Linked DNA regions of Ovis aries: region 2 is linked to region 1. The links are chromatin contacts, called in public Hi-C maps. All regions are on one chromosome and are shown on one strand. The core of a region is the stretch at or near the end of the contact, and the rest is flanking DNA. Distances in the headings are between cores, read along the strand shown. Region 1 holds the start of PROX2 (prospero homeobox 2). Region 2 overlaps RPS6KL1 (ribosomal protein S6 kinase like 1).

Evidence for each region. A called contact is a pair of places that touch in the nucleus more often than the background predicts.
Region 2: a Hi-C map of tail adipose tissue shows a contact between it and region 1, with 4 times the contacts expected there. The contact joins the enhancer-like site here to the promoter of PROX2 in region 1. A contact is called at or near these places in 6 of 16 Hi-C or Micro-C datasets (blood, liver, mixed tissues and 2 more).

What each region holds. Positions count from the first base shown.
Region 1 is chr7:84,198,190-84,204,590 of ARS-UI_Ramb_v3.0, reverse strand. PROX2 (prospero homeobox 2) reads left to right here and starts at 3,819. Exons shown (of 3, transcript XM_027972028.3): 1 at 3,819-4,604. The coding sequence starts at 3,888.
Region 2 is chr7:84,235,053-84,241,998 of ARS-UI_Ramb_v3.0, reverse strand. It overlaps RPS6KL1 (ribosomal protein S6 kinase like 1), which reads left to right. Exons shown (of 10, transcript XM_060418352.1): 8 at 625-947; 9 at 2,117-2,212; 10 at 2,468-4,000. The coding sequence ends at 2,578. DLST (dihydrolipoamide S-succinyltransferase) reads right to left here. Exons shown (of 15, transcript XM_004010793.5): 15 at 5,096-6,682. The coding sequence ends at 6,548. Among named protein-coding and RNA genes, the nearest start is that of RPS6KL1, 16 kb to the left of the region's middle. Within about 2 kb of position 2,563, at least 18 of the 54 cell types and tissues checked have an H3K27ac peak or open chromatin away from gene starts, as enhancers often do.

The DNA.
Region 1 (6,401 bases), core at 2,570-5,069:
TAAGTCCCAGGACTCAGACTTCAGCCCCCTGCTCCTTGATGAGTCCATCCATCTATTTACCAGCAACTCTCAGTTGTATATTTCTAGCCCAGATCTCCCCATTGAGCCCAAGGCCTAGTTATCCAATTCCTTTCTCAGCATCCTCATTGAGATGTCTGATCATTATTTCACATTTATCACTTCCAAAACTGGGCTCCTGATATTCCCCCCCAAGTCGGCTTCTTCTGTAGCCCTCCCCGTCTCAGTTCATGCAACTCCATCCTTCCAGGCCGAACAATTTGGAGCCATCATCAGCGATGCTTCTTTTTCTCTTGGGCCTCACATCCAGTCTGTTATTAACAGTAAACCCCACTGGTTTCAACTTTGACATATATCCAGGATCTGACACCACTTTCCACTTCTGTTGCCATCACCCTGGTCCAAGCCATCTCATCTGAATTATTATCATCTAGTTGATCCCCAGAGCCTCCTAAGCCATCTCTCTGTTTCAACCCTTGCTCTCCACCCCTAGTTTATTCCCCACCCAGTAAAGAATGAGCCTTTTAAAACTAAGTCAGGTCACGTTTGCACATAGCCTTCCAATGGGTCCTCGTTTATCTCAGAGTGAAGGCCAATATTTTCACAGTTATCAACAAGGCCCTGTATATTGGCCTTCCATTCCTTCCTAAGTTATTACATCTGTCTCCCTTTGCATGATTGTTAGCTCCACTTGGGCAGAGGATTTTGTTGGTTGTCACCACTTAGCCCATATTTGTTGAATGAATAAATGAATGAATGTAGAAAAAGGACCGGAGTGAGAAGAGGCTAGAGGATGGGGACCAGGCATGAGGTATTGGAATTGCCCAGGTGAAAAATTATGAGATGCGGAGTCAGGAAAACATAATGGGAACAATATGGCAGAATGCGGTTCAGAGTCATTTTTTCCCAAAATTTACCAGCCATAGTGACCACATGTTGAGGATAAGAAGATGGGCAGGGGTCAAAGAAGCTCTCCAGCTTCTGGACTGAACAAGAAGATAGGTGGCAGAGAGGTAAGGCAGAGGGCAGCCACAGACTCTGGGTTTGAAAATGTTGAGTTTAGGAAATGGTCACTAAGAATAACTATAACCAAGCCCTTCTTTTTGGAAGCTGTGCTGTGCTTAGTTGCTCAGTCATATCCAACTCTCTGCGACCACATGGACTGTAGCCCACCAGGCTCCTCTGTCCATGGGGATTCTCCAGGCAAGAATACTGGAGTGGGTTGCCATGCCCTCCTCCAGGGGATCTTCCCAACCCAGGGATTGAAGCCAGGTCTCTTGCAATGCATGCAGATTCTTTACTGTCTGAGCCACCAGGGAAGCCCAAGAATACTGGAGTAGGTAGCCCATCCCTTCTCCAGGGGATCTTCCCAACCCAGGAATCAAACCAGGGTCTCCTGCATTGCAGGCAGATTCTTTACCAGCTAAGCTACCAGGAAATATACCATGTATATTTTAACTGAAAATATACATGGTTTGTACTGTTGTTATTTAGTCCCTCTAAGTTAAAATATCAATTGTGCCAGTGTAGTGATCATTATTCGGAGAAGGCAATGACACCCCATTCCAGTACTCTTGCCTGGAAAATCCCATGGATAGAGGAGCCTTGTAGGCTGCAGTCCATGGGGTCGTGAAGAGTTGGACACGACTGAGCAACATCGCTTTCACTTTTCACTTTCATGCATTGGAGAAGGAAATGGCAACCCACTCCAGTGTTCTTGCCTGGAGAATCCCAGGGGCGGTGGAGCCTGGTGGGCTGCCATCTATGGGGTTGCACAGAGTCGGACACGACTGAAGTGACTTAGCAGCAGCAGCAGCAGCAGCAGCAGCAGTGATCATTATTGGTTAGGAAGCAGCTAATGTATATGCAATGATCAAGTTGTACTTATTAGATATGATTTTTAAATATTTTTTTCATGTTATACAAATAGTGTATATTCATTGCCAAATGATCGCAGGAAGTTAAATGTTTCTCTTTCCAAGAGGTGGTAAACTATCCAAACTATTGGTAAAACTTGGCAATAGCAAATTCTTTCATTTATATTAATTTGGCAAATCACTGATTTTTATTTTTAGTAATTTACAAATGTCTTACTTATTCAAAGCCAGAATCTTCTAACTGACCTGAGAACCTAGCCTTCTTTCAGTGGCATTTCCCTCAAAATGGCATGCAGTTGCCATTTCCTCCTACCTTTCACTCTAGTGTTGGCATGAAGTTGCCCTCAGAGAGCTTGTGTTGTGTGTCTGCCAGCTGCCAGCCAGCTCCAAGTGGAGGCTGTGGTCAAGTCTACCAACTAGAATCCATTGGCTGCAGAAGAGCTGGGATTTCCTGAAGCAGAGAATTCCAAGCAAGCTTCAAGATGAAAATGGGAAGAAAGCAAAGTCTCTCCCACCAGCATTTGTACTAGAGAAGCAATCAAGAGTGGAAATCTGTAGAGAAAAAAGAAATTCATTTAAAATTTCTAGGAAAGGATGAATCTGCTTAACAGGCAGAGAAGTCAGTCTCTTGTGCAGGTCTTCTTATCTTTGAGGAAGGACCTGAAGTGTGTTTGCATTAGAAGACTTGGAATCTTAGTAACTGAGAGCCATTCTTAACCTTGATGAGCCTCAGTTTCCTCACCTACAAAATGGGAGAATTACACCAACTGTCAAGATTGGTGCGTGATGTAATGACTACACATATGAATGTTTCATAAACTCGAAGTGCCTTATACCTGCTACCTGAATTACCTCTTGGTTCAAATGCAGTGCACTTTGATATTCATGGGAATAAAACAGCTCTATGCAGCCTTTTCTAACATTGCTCCCTCATTCTCCCATACCTTCATCCCAGTCCCTTACTGTCTTTTTTCTTCATAGAAGTTATCATGACCTGAAAATGTACTTATTTATTCTCTCTTCCCCTGCTATACATCTTCCTCTATGAGAGTAAGACTATGCTGTTTTATTCACCACAGACTCTCCAAGCATCCAGAAGAAGTCTTGATGTACAATAGATGCTTAAAGAGCAGCGGTGAGAATGTTGAAAGACAAATGCATGATCCAACTCTTCCTGGAGCAGGACTGCATAGTGGTCAAACAGCACATTCTCAAACTTCATTTTGCTTGTTTCAAAGGCAGGTGCCCTAACACAGTACCAAGGACTTCTGATTAAGCAGGACTGGTGGGCCTACTGGATCTGCTATTTTTAACAAGTCCCCAGGGTGATTCTATTGCAGAAAGTCATTCTAAATCAAGATAAATCTTATTCTGACTCCAGCCTGACACTAACTATATGACCTTAGGGAGGTAACTTCTTAATTCCTCTGAGCCTGTTTCCTTTATCTGTAAAATAGGACTGCCAGCATTCCCACGGAGCTGTTAGGAGAATTAAATCAGGTAATGGGTGTAAAGTTATTGGCGCAATGCTAGTTAGGCAACTGGCTGCCACAATCATTATTATGGATTATTTTATTTTTATGTCCTGGCAGGACAAGAACTTTCTCTTGGGAGGCCTGCTCTTGGGAATGTCTTCAAACTGTGGTTGGGACCAGCGGCATCACCTGGGAGCTGGCTGGGGATACAGAAACAATCGCTGCCCCACGCCAGACCTGCTGACTTAGAATCTACATTTTAACAGGATTCAAGCTGATTCATCTGCATGGTCAAGTTTGAGAGGAACCGCTCAAAGTCACAGGTCCTGTTTTCTCCTGTCTCTGTTTTCAGAGTGCACAGGAGGTGGGTGAGCGCCCGGAATCCCAGAGTCTGAATCCTTCCTCTAAGTGGAGAGGAGAGATCCCCAGCTCCCTGGAGGTGCACCTCCAGGCTGAGGGCCTCCGGAGGAGGAACTCTCTGGCGGAACCCTGACTACGGCATCTGTGGAGCCAAGAGATGGATCCAAACTCCAGTTTGCTTTTGGGTCCAGCCCAGTATCTGACAGAACCTTGTATGGAAGGTGGAAGAAGCCTGTCCCCCAGAGAGCAGAGCAGATGCTCCCCCTTTGCCTGGAGTCAGGTCCCCAGCTCCAGCCTCTCCGACCCTGACTGCTTTGGGGATGAGCACATCCAGGCAAAGAGGGCCAGAGTAGAGACCATCGTCCGAGGCATGTTCCTCTCCCCAACCTCTCTGGGGCCAGGCAGGGCCCCCGCTGGGGACAGCCCAAGCCGCCCAGAGAAGCCCCGGGGGCGGAAGAGGAAGCAGAGCCTTCCCATGCAGCAAGACCCCCTGGAGACAGGCCCCGCAGGGAACCGGGGCGGCGGCAGGAAGGGGGGCCCTCGGGTGAGAGGACAGCTCCACCTGCTGAGGCAGCAGATGAGACACCTGCAGGAGCGTATCCTGCAGGCCGTGGAGCCCAGGGCCGCAGCCCAGGGCCCTCCAACAGCAGGCCAGAGGAACGGCTCTGGGTCTGGGCCCTGGGGGGTGGACAGCGACCACTGCCAGGGGTCCATCGGGGACCTCTCCAGGGTGGAGAAACACAGAGCGTCTGAGGTCCAGTACCTGTCTGAGGGGCCCAGATTTCTTCCCTCTGAAGCACCGGCCTTGCTGGAGAGTCTGAAGAAAGAACTGACGGGGGCCATATCCCAGGCTGTGGACTCGGTGTTACAAAAGGTACTGGTGGATCCATCGGGGCATCTGACTCAGCTGGGCGGGAGATTCCAGGAGCCGGTGCCAGATGGGAGAAGCGAGCCCTTGCCTCCCGAGGGCAGTGCCCGTAAAGATCCGCTTCCTCTGGCGGCCTTGCCCAGACGGGCCCAGCCGCCAGCGGGGGCTCCGCTGGGAAGCTTATCGCTAGCCAAACCTCTAGATTCTCCCAGGTACCCCGTCTCTCTGAGAATGATCCCCAAACCCTATCAGGCTTCCCCAGCAGACTGTTCCTTGGTGGTTGCACCTGCCCACATCCAGGAGGAGCAGATTCTCGGCCAGCTACTGGGCCATGGGCCCGGTGGCCGCTGGAGGGGTGGTCTTCCTCAGGACCCGTCTGCCCCGAGCCAGCCCTCCTCCGAGGTGGCCCTGCGACCTTGGGGAGCTGCCAAACTGCGACCTCTGGCCTTGAGCCAGCAGCAGTGCCCCTGGCCCTTCACGTCCACCTGTTTGGAAAGACTGCCCCTCGTTCCCCCAATGAAAATGGAGCCGGGTGGCCGGCAGGCCGTCATGGACACGCTTCCTTTCTCTGCGGCCCACATATCCTTTTTGGGCAATTGGGGTTCTCGTTTGTCCCAGCCCAGGGAGACAGGAACTCTGGATGCTGAGGGGAGGTTAGGGGACACATAACTGCTTGGCACAGGGAACTGCTCTGCTCTTCCAGAGGAGAGGGGGTCTTCTCAATGTTCATTCTGGGGCTTCCTTCCCCTGTGGCTCATAGCTAGTAGGTTCCTGAGAAAGTGGTGATCAGTTCTGAGATCTAAGGGTCTGGGAGAGCTCCTTTACCTTCTTCTGTAACATAGATTCTATCACTACTGACTTAGTCCTTTGGGTCTGGAAGGGGTTTGTTTATTTTTAAACCCAAATGGGCTCCCAAAATATGACAAAAACACTCTGTGGAAGGAGGGACCCCATCACTGAGACGTCAGCTGCTCACACCCCTTGGCCAAACAGGCCAAAGGAATGGCCTTAACTGAGGCGTGGCTCCCGGAACCTCTTGTCTCTTCAGGCAAAAAGAGACATCTGCTTAATTGAGACATCTCATTAAATTGCACCTCCTTGTGTCTGTGGAGTCACACAAGCAGGGTGAATAGTCCTGCCCCTTCTACCTGCACCAACTAGATAACTCATGGGCAATACACGAGGGGCCAGAAACTTGCCGGGCTGATGGGAAAGGGGAGATTTACTTCAGGGACAAGACCTGAGGCCAGGTGAAAGGGGTAAGAAGACTTCAGTTTAAGGACTAGCTTCTAAGCTGCAGCTGAGGAGAGAGCTGGGTGCTGTGTGGGTGTGGAGCAGGGTTGGGGGCCCCCGCCAGACAGGCTGTGGGGCCCAGGCTGGTCTGCAGGGGGTCTGAATCTTACTGCATCACCTTTGCAAGCCGTAGAGAGATCCCACTCAGAAACAGGCATTTCTTCAGAGTAACGCTCCCTCAGGAATGTAAAAGTTTTTGAAGCAAGAGAAGTAGTTGCTTGGGTAAACACTGTGTTAATTCTATTTCTGTGGGACTGCTCAGAGCCTTTTTAACATGAAGTCCGATGAAAAACACTAAGAGGAGAATGTATACAGTCCCACATGCATAAAACCAAAGAACCCTCTTTCAACCAGCATCTTGTGAGATTAAAGCTCCTGAGAACATATTTTGGATGTGGCTTTTTTAGTGAGCCAAGCTCACGCTGCTGCTTCTCAGGGACAGCCTTAAATTGCATCTCCTGGGTTCTGTGGAGTCACACAAGCAGGGGTGAATAGTCCTGCCTCTTCTAC
Region 2 (6,946 bases), core at 1,314-3,813, 39 kb before region 1:
CCTCAGGAGGGAGGCCCCCACAGCCTTGAGATTTCCCCAGAGCCAAGAGGAGGCAGACGGTATCTGACTGTTCCCCCTGGACCACCCCCACCCCCTGCCTTTTCGGGAAGGCCTCGGCCAAGCCCGGCTGGCCGGCTGTGGTTAAGCTTGGAAAGCACACCCTTTCCCCACCCTGAGCTCTGGGGCAGCCGCTCCTGTGATGACCAGGTTGTTCCAGGGGCCTTGGGGGGCCGAGCCCCTAGGGAACCTCTGCCCAGCACGGCCCACTGGCTCCTGGGGTCCCCTGCCCCACGCCAAAGGCTCCAAGATGACTAACTGCGGTTTTCGTCCCCCTCTGGCTCCTCCCTGCACACACACGGCATGACAAGGCCACATCCGGCTCACGTATTTTGGCCAGTGGTCAGAGGTGGAGCCCCAGTGCTGCAGGGAGGCTTCGCACAACCTCTACAGTGCCCCAGGCAAGAAGGGAAGGGTGAGGCAGCCCCTGAGTGTCTGTGTGTGGGTGGGCCGGGGGACTGAGGATGAGAGAGGCAACAGGCCCATCCTGGAGGTGGGGATGGTGGGGAGGGGTTGAAGGGAGACCTGCCCTCTCAGCAAGGCTGAGGACTGTTCTGGCTCCCACAGAGGTCGGTGGGATTTCGGAGCTGACCGAAGCCTGCGACTGGTGGAGCTTTGGGTCTCTCCTGTATGAACTGCTGACTGGGACGGTGAGCTCTGTGTGGGCAGGGTGTGGAGCCTGGCTGGTGTCACTGAGCATAGAATGGGCTGGGGTTAGTCCAACCGGTCAGTCTTGGGGGCTGAGCCTACCTGATCGCTCAATACCTGGCCATTGGGCCCAATGTCTTGTCAGCACAGGCCCCCTCTCCCCCAGCCCAGAGGCCGTGAGAGAAGGAGGAAGCAATTCCCACCAAGGCCTTGGCCACACCTTGCACCCCGACCCTCGTCAGGCAAGTGGCGATAGCTTGGGAGACTGTCAACTTAGATGAGGGAGAGTTGAGCTGCGGTGCTCAGGGAAGGTTCCTGGAAGAGGGTGCCTGGGCCTAGCTCTGGAGGGCAGCTGAGTGTGACGCAGCCTTGTTCCTCAGATCATCCCTCACAGGCCTCCTCTCCCCACTGCTCACACCACGCTCCACTCCCCCTCACACCCCGTCCCACACCCTTCAGAGCTGTGACCCCTAGACTTTGGCTGGAAGACCAGAGAGAGGGTATCCATCATCCCAGGCCGGCAGCTGCCCTGTCCAGCCTGGGTCGAACCAGAGCTTGAAGTTCCCCTCGCAAACACCTTGCTCAGGGTGGTGGGCTCAGCTCTCTGTCCTCCCTCATGAGCTCAGTGCTGCACCTGGGGCTGGTTAAGTCAGGCAGCAGGGAGAGGCCAAGCTCCATTTGAGCAGGAAATGTCCTGAGTGGATGTGGTGTAACTGGAAGTTCAGAGCTGACCGGTCACTCCTGGCTCCCTCCTGCTTTGGTCCCGAGGCCAGGGCCTCTGAGAGCTCTGGCTGCAAACAGCCGCCCAGAGTGGTTCTCTCCTATTAGCCAGGGCCCTCCCACCTGTCCAGCTCAGGGCTCCTGGCCCTCCTCCTGGTGGCTTCTTGCCTGTCTTCCTGACCTCCAGACACACCCCTCTGCTCCCCCGCAGCTGCACCCTTCTGGAACGCAGATAGGTCCTGCCTTCTTCTCCCACCACAGCCCTGCCTTGACCCTGGCAGGAGCATGCCATGGCAAAGGAGCCGCCCGTGGAGATTTGCTTTCTGTAAGGAGACAGGTTTCAGTGCTATTCCTGATAGAGTGCCTGCCCCGATGGCAACCCAAGACCGGTGCTTCTAGCAAGCTTGGAGCCATAGGGGCCTGGGTTCAAACCCTGAACTCAGCACAAATCCGTCAACCTGCTTCTTGCCCTTAAAATGGGGGTGCCAATTGCTTACTTTGAAGGTTGTTGCAGAAACTAGGGATCACAGGTGTCAGGCACCTTCCTCAGCCCGGCAGGCAGCAGATCCAAAGCAGAAGGCGATGGAGTCATGGCCATGCCCGTGAGGTATAACACAGGGCGAAGAGATGCAATCTCGGCCGCCAGTGGAGTGTACAGACTCCTGGGGGCCGCCTCCCTGTGTCTTCCCAGGCGCTGTCCCAGAGCCACCCCTCAGGAATCCAGCCCCACACCCAGCTGCAGCTGCCCGAGTGGCTCAGTGGCCCGGCGGCCTCCCTGCTGACTGAGGTGAGGTGCAGGCGGCCTCCCGGTGGCGCCTTCTTGGCCTGAGGGTGGACAGAAGGGAGGGCAGAGCCCTGTGTGTGAACAAGTCACCCCATGTACTAGGTGTCTGGCATGGGTGCAGGAGGGTCATAGGGCCAACAAATTTCTATACCTCGGTGGCCAAACACCAATGTCGACCCCCTGTCCGCCCCCACCAGGGTAACAGGGTTCCCGGGGCCTGGCCAGCCTGCCCAGGGCTGACTGGGCTTTTCTCCGCAGCTGCTGCAGTTCGACCCGGCCCGGCGCCTGGGCGCTGGAGGAGGCGGCGTCCATGAACTCAAGGCCCACCCCTTTTTCAGTTCCATCCAGTGGAGCAAACTGGGGGGGTAGGAGGGCGTGGCGTCAGCGACAGGAGCGGCTGGACTGGCCTGGATCTCCTCTCCTCTCTTTGCCTGCCACTTCCCAGCAGTGGCCCTAGGGCAAAGAATGCAAGGCAGCTTGCCTTTCCTGGTCAGGACTCCACCCTTGGGCCTCAGAAGTCTCATCACCACTGACCAGGAAGGGCCTTGTGGACTCCCCCAGCCACCTCTTGGAGAAATGCTTTCTAGTCGGTGCTGAGGGGCAGACATCTCAGCCTGTTAGACAGCTTGAACGTCTCCACCTGTCCACCCTCCACCCATCAGTCAACAGTCACCTGCTGTGTCTACACCCTGTACCTTGAACTGGGACCTGCCCTGTTAAAAGGTGCCTTCCTTGGCATTAGCTCTGAGCTACTGACCACCTGCTGAGCCGAGAAATCTTGACTCATGATCTGCCATGTGCCCCACTCAGGGTGTCTCTGGAGACTCATCTCAGGTTACTAGTACCCTGGCTTCCTGGCTCCAAACCAGGGCTGTCCTAGCTCGTCATCTTAGCCACGCAACTAGTGTGCCCCTTCTACCAAAGGCTACTTCCCCAGGGGGTGGGGGAGGCAGGGAAGCAGGGAAGAAGTCTGTAGCGGATATGGGGTGGAGCGGGGAGGGGCGGGGGGGGACAACCCACCCCCTCCTGACCATGCTGCTTATCTTGTAATTACAGACCTTTGAGAGCAAAAGGAAAGGAGGGGAGGAAAATAAGGATAAGGAGGGAGGGGGAGAAAGAGGGGAAGGCACAGCTCTGCCACTTACAGAAGCTTTATAAACAGAATAAAGGGCTCCCTTCCCCAGCTAGCCCACCCACGTGGAGAGAAAGCAAACCCTGGCCTGTGGGTCTGAGCTGGGGGACCACAAAACCGACTCCAGCCTGAAGCCACTTGAAGGAAAGTTGTCTCCACTCGGGTTCCCTTCTTGGACATTTGTCCTGTTTACCATTTTGCATTTCAGTGTTGAGGGTCCACTCAATCCACTGCCCACTGTGACTTCATTTCCTTTTGAAATGAAACCACGCATCACCCAGAATGATTGCCCAAGCTTCTAGCCGGAAGCAAGAAGTTTCTGGTCTCTGAAGAGCTAGGATAAGTAGTTACCCCCAAAGATAATTCCCTCCCCAGATTTGGGGGCCCTCTTCTTCCTCTTAGGACTCACCCTGTCACTGGGGTGTGGCATCCAAGACAGAAACTTCCATCGACCTCTGCCCTCAACTCCTTCTCGCCTGAGTCTCCATCACCACCAGGGGGACACCACCCTCCAGTCCTGGCTGTGAAGGGCTGGGGACCGGTGTTGTGGGGAGGTCCTTGGGATGAGTCTGAGGCAAAGGACACAGGGAGGTGCTGGCTCTCCCTGGGGCTTGCCCACCCCTTCCACCCCCACTCCAATAAAGCTTCCTCTTACCTCTGGTGTCCTTGCCTTATTAACACAATGAGAGGGGCCCTGCAAGAACGGGATAAAGGAGGGTTCTCCCAGAGGAGCTCCATGACAACCAAGAGTGTGTTTGGAACCTGCTAGGAAGGAGGAAGCAGGGCTCGTAGTGAGCAGCATGCCAGCCTATACCCCTCAGAGCAGCTGTGAACCCACAGAGAAGTCCCAGCACGTAGAGGACACCGGAAAAGTCTTCAGAAGGCCGTGGTGCTTGCGGGTGGGGGTCCAATCCTCACAGAGACCCCTTGAACACATGGTGGCTCCTGAGAAGGTTGGAGCTCAGGGAGGTAAACGAGAGGGCCTGGCCAGAGCCTGGTGGAGCCCGTTCCAAGTCTGTTCCTTCTGCTACACTCCGTCAAGACCACCCCTAAGCACCGAACGAAGTGCCTCTGGAACTTCTGGGCCTCCTTCGTGCAATAAGCACTGCACATCTGGCACTCTGCTAGGCCTTGGGTTTAGAACTGTGGTCCCAGCGGGGCTTACAGTCTGTCTCCATTTGATAAAAATGGGGCTAAATACATCTCCTTTGTAGGTTTACTAAAGATATGAAAGCTTGTAGCTCCATGCCCCAGATCTGATCATTCTAAAATTCTTTCATTGAACCCAAGTTTCTTCTCCCTACTCGCTCTAGTTCTGCCCTCTAGGAGCCACTCTGTTCCTGTGACCGACCTTCATACAAAGATGGTACCACTGTGAGCAAGGTCCGCAGGCGGGGACTGCGTGGGCAACAGCCAGGCTGTTTCAGCCTGGACACTACCAGGCACTGTCACACGTACGCCACACAGATCAGCTCTCCGCCCCACCCGCTAACCCTCACAGACCACTGCCCCAAGAGATGATCTACTCTCATTTGTTCTGACCAACCTTGAGCTTCTGGGTACCCACGTGGCCATCAACTGAAAATGTGAAATTATGAGTCGCTCCACCTCTCCCCAGTCCATCCCAGAAATAACAAGAGGCCCCACCAAAATGTAAATGTCAGCATTTGAAGGGGCCTCAAGCAGGGGGGAACAAGTTTTTCCTCATCAGTACAACCTCAGTAACCAAAAGAAGTACAGAAGCAGAAACACTGTTTGCGAACATTTGCCCTTTAATTTGCATTTAAAATCAGTTTCTTTAAATATTTTAGTTACGTTCTGAATAGTGAAGACGTAGTAGCTGCTGCAGGCACTCAGTACTGGCTCCCACCCCTCCCCCCACCCAACCCCCAGGCCTTGCTTCTGCTCAAGATACAAATGGGCATTCCATACTAAATGGCTCCCGGTGGTCAAGGGTCAGCAGCCTCAGGCCTGGATGCAGTTGGATACAACGTGATGAAGCCCAGTAACTTTCCTGACAAGATGTGTGCATTTAACCATGCTCCGAAGAATTCCAATGTGGTGCCCAGACCCAAGGCAGCACCTCCAAGGTGACACTGGCCTTTTCTCCACTGTGTACAAGCATCTTGGGCTGGTTTCCACCACAAGCCATCCTGCACCAGACCTGTGTTCTATGGAGGAAGAGCTGAGGCTCCGCTCCTGAAGGGCACTGACACAGGAAGGAACTGAACTGCCTCTGCAGCCCACAGGTTTATACCAACGGGATTTAAAAGCTCAAGACAATTCGAGCCAGTCCACAGGAAGTCACCTCCACGCCAATCTCTACCAGGAGCCATGCGAGCCCGCGGCTGGGACACGCTCGGTCTCCCTGCCAAGAGGTGCTGGCATCTACATGAGGACAGGATGGGAGAAACTGTTCCTAGCAGCCGGGAAAGGTCGGCACCACCTCAGCTGTGTGTGCTTGGGCCAAAATGGGTCTTCCTGGTGCAGTTATGACGGAGAGTGTGAGGGCAGGCCTGGGCTCTGCTCCAGTCTCGTTCGTAACACATGACCTCAGAATCCGCCCTCTCCCACCTCAACGCTGCCTACTCCCCGGCTCTGCCCCTCCAGATCCCCCAGCATGTGCTTCCTGGAAGAGGTAGAAGAGGCAGCTTTTAGACAATGACAGCTGAGAATGCAGGTGCCACTTGAGCAAAGCAGCACCCCGTGCCCTGTGGTCAGTACCTCCACACGGGTGGAATCGAGTGAGGACGCGCACAGCCAGGACACAGGCTGCTCTGAGCCCAGGAGGCAGAGCACCCTCCTAGGCGTCTCAGGAGAACAGACGTTCAAAAGATAGAAACTTAATCACATGGTCCCCGGCAGGTTCCCTACAGTGTACTGGACAGGAAGAAAGTGAAATCACCTCTGTGGAGGGCTAATGGGAGGAAAGGCAGGAATAATAACGAGCATCCATTAAGGCTCTCTCTCTCCCTCAAGCTTAAGGAAATCAGATATTTTCGCATAGGAGAGGGTGCAGAGAGGGAGAGAGCCTAGCAGGAACACCGAGAGAGGCCTGTGACTGCTGGTTACATAGTGCCCTGGTTTCCTTGCTTGAGGCCAACAGCATGTGCCTGTCACCAGGCTAACCTGGGGCCTGTGAGGGGACAGGTTAAGACTGGTTTTCAGTTCCTGCATGGTTGACGGGTAGGGCACAAGGCTTCCTCCTAAAGGTCCAGTAGGAGGACTCTGGGATCCTCTACCGCTGCCTTGATTTTGCGGAGGAAAGTCACAGCCTCTCTGCCGTCGATCAGCCGGTGGTCATACGTCAGGGCCACATACATCATGGGCCGCACCTCCACCTATAGAGAAGAGAAGTCAACAGGTTTGTCTGCAGTGGGGCAGAGAAAGCCCTGATGAAGCTGGGAGATGACTAAGCACAGCCCACAGGTAAGTCCCCAGGTCCAGAGACTTTCCTACTTTGCTTTGTTGCTTCTAGATACAATGTGTTCAAAGACCAAGCCAGACCCTGAGTGCAAAACTCACATACTCAAAAACAAAAAGCTTAACCCAAGAAAAAAGGAGTCTCCTTACAACTGTCTTTAAATAAAAACCATGCTCTGCCC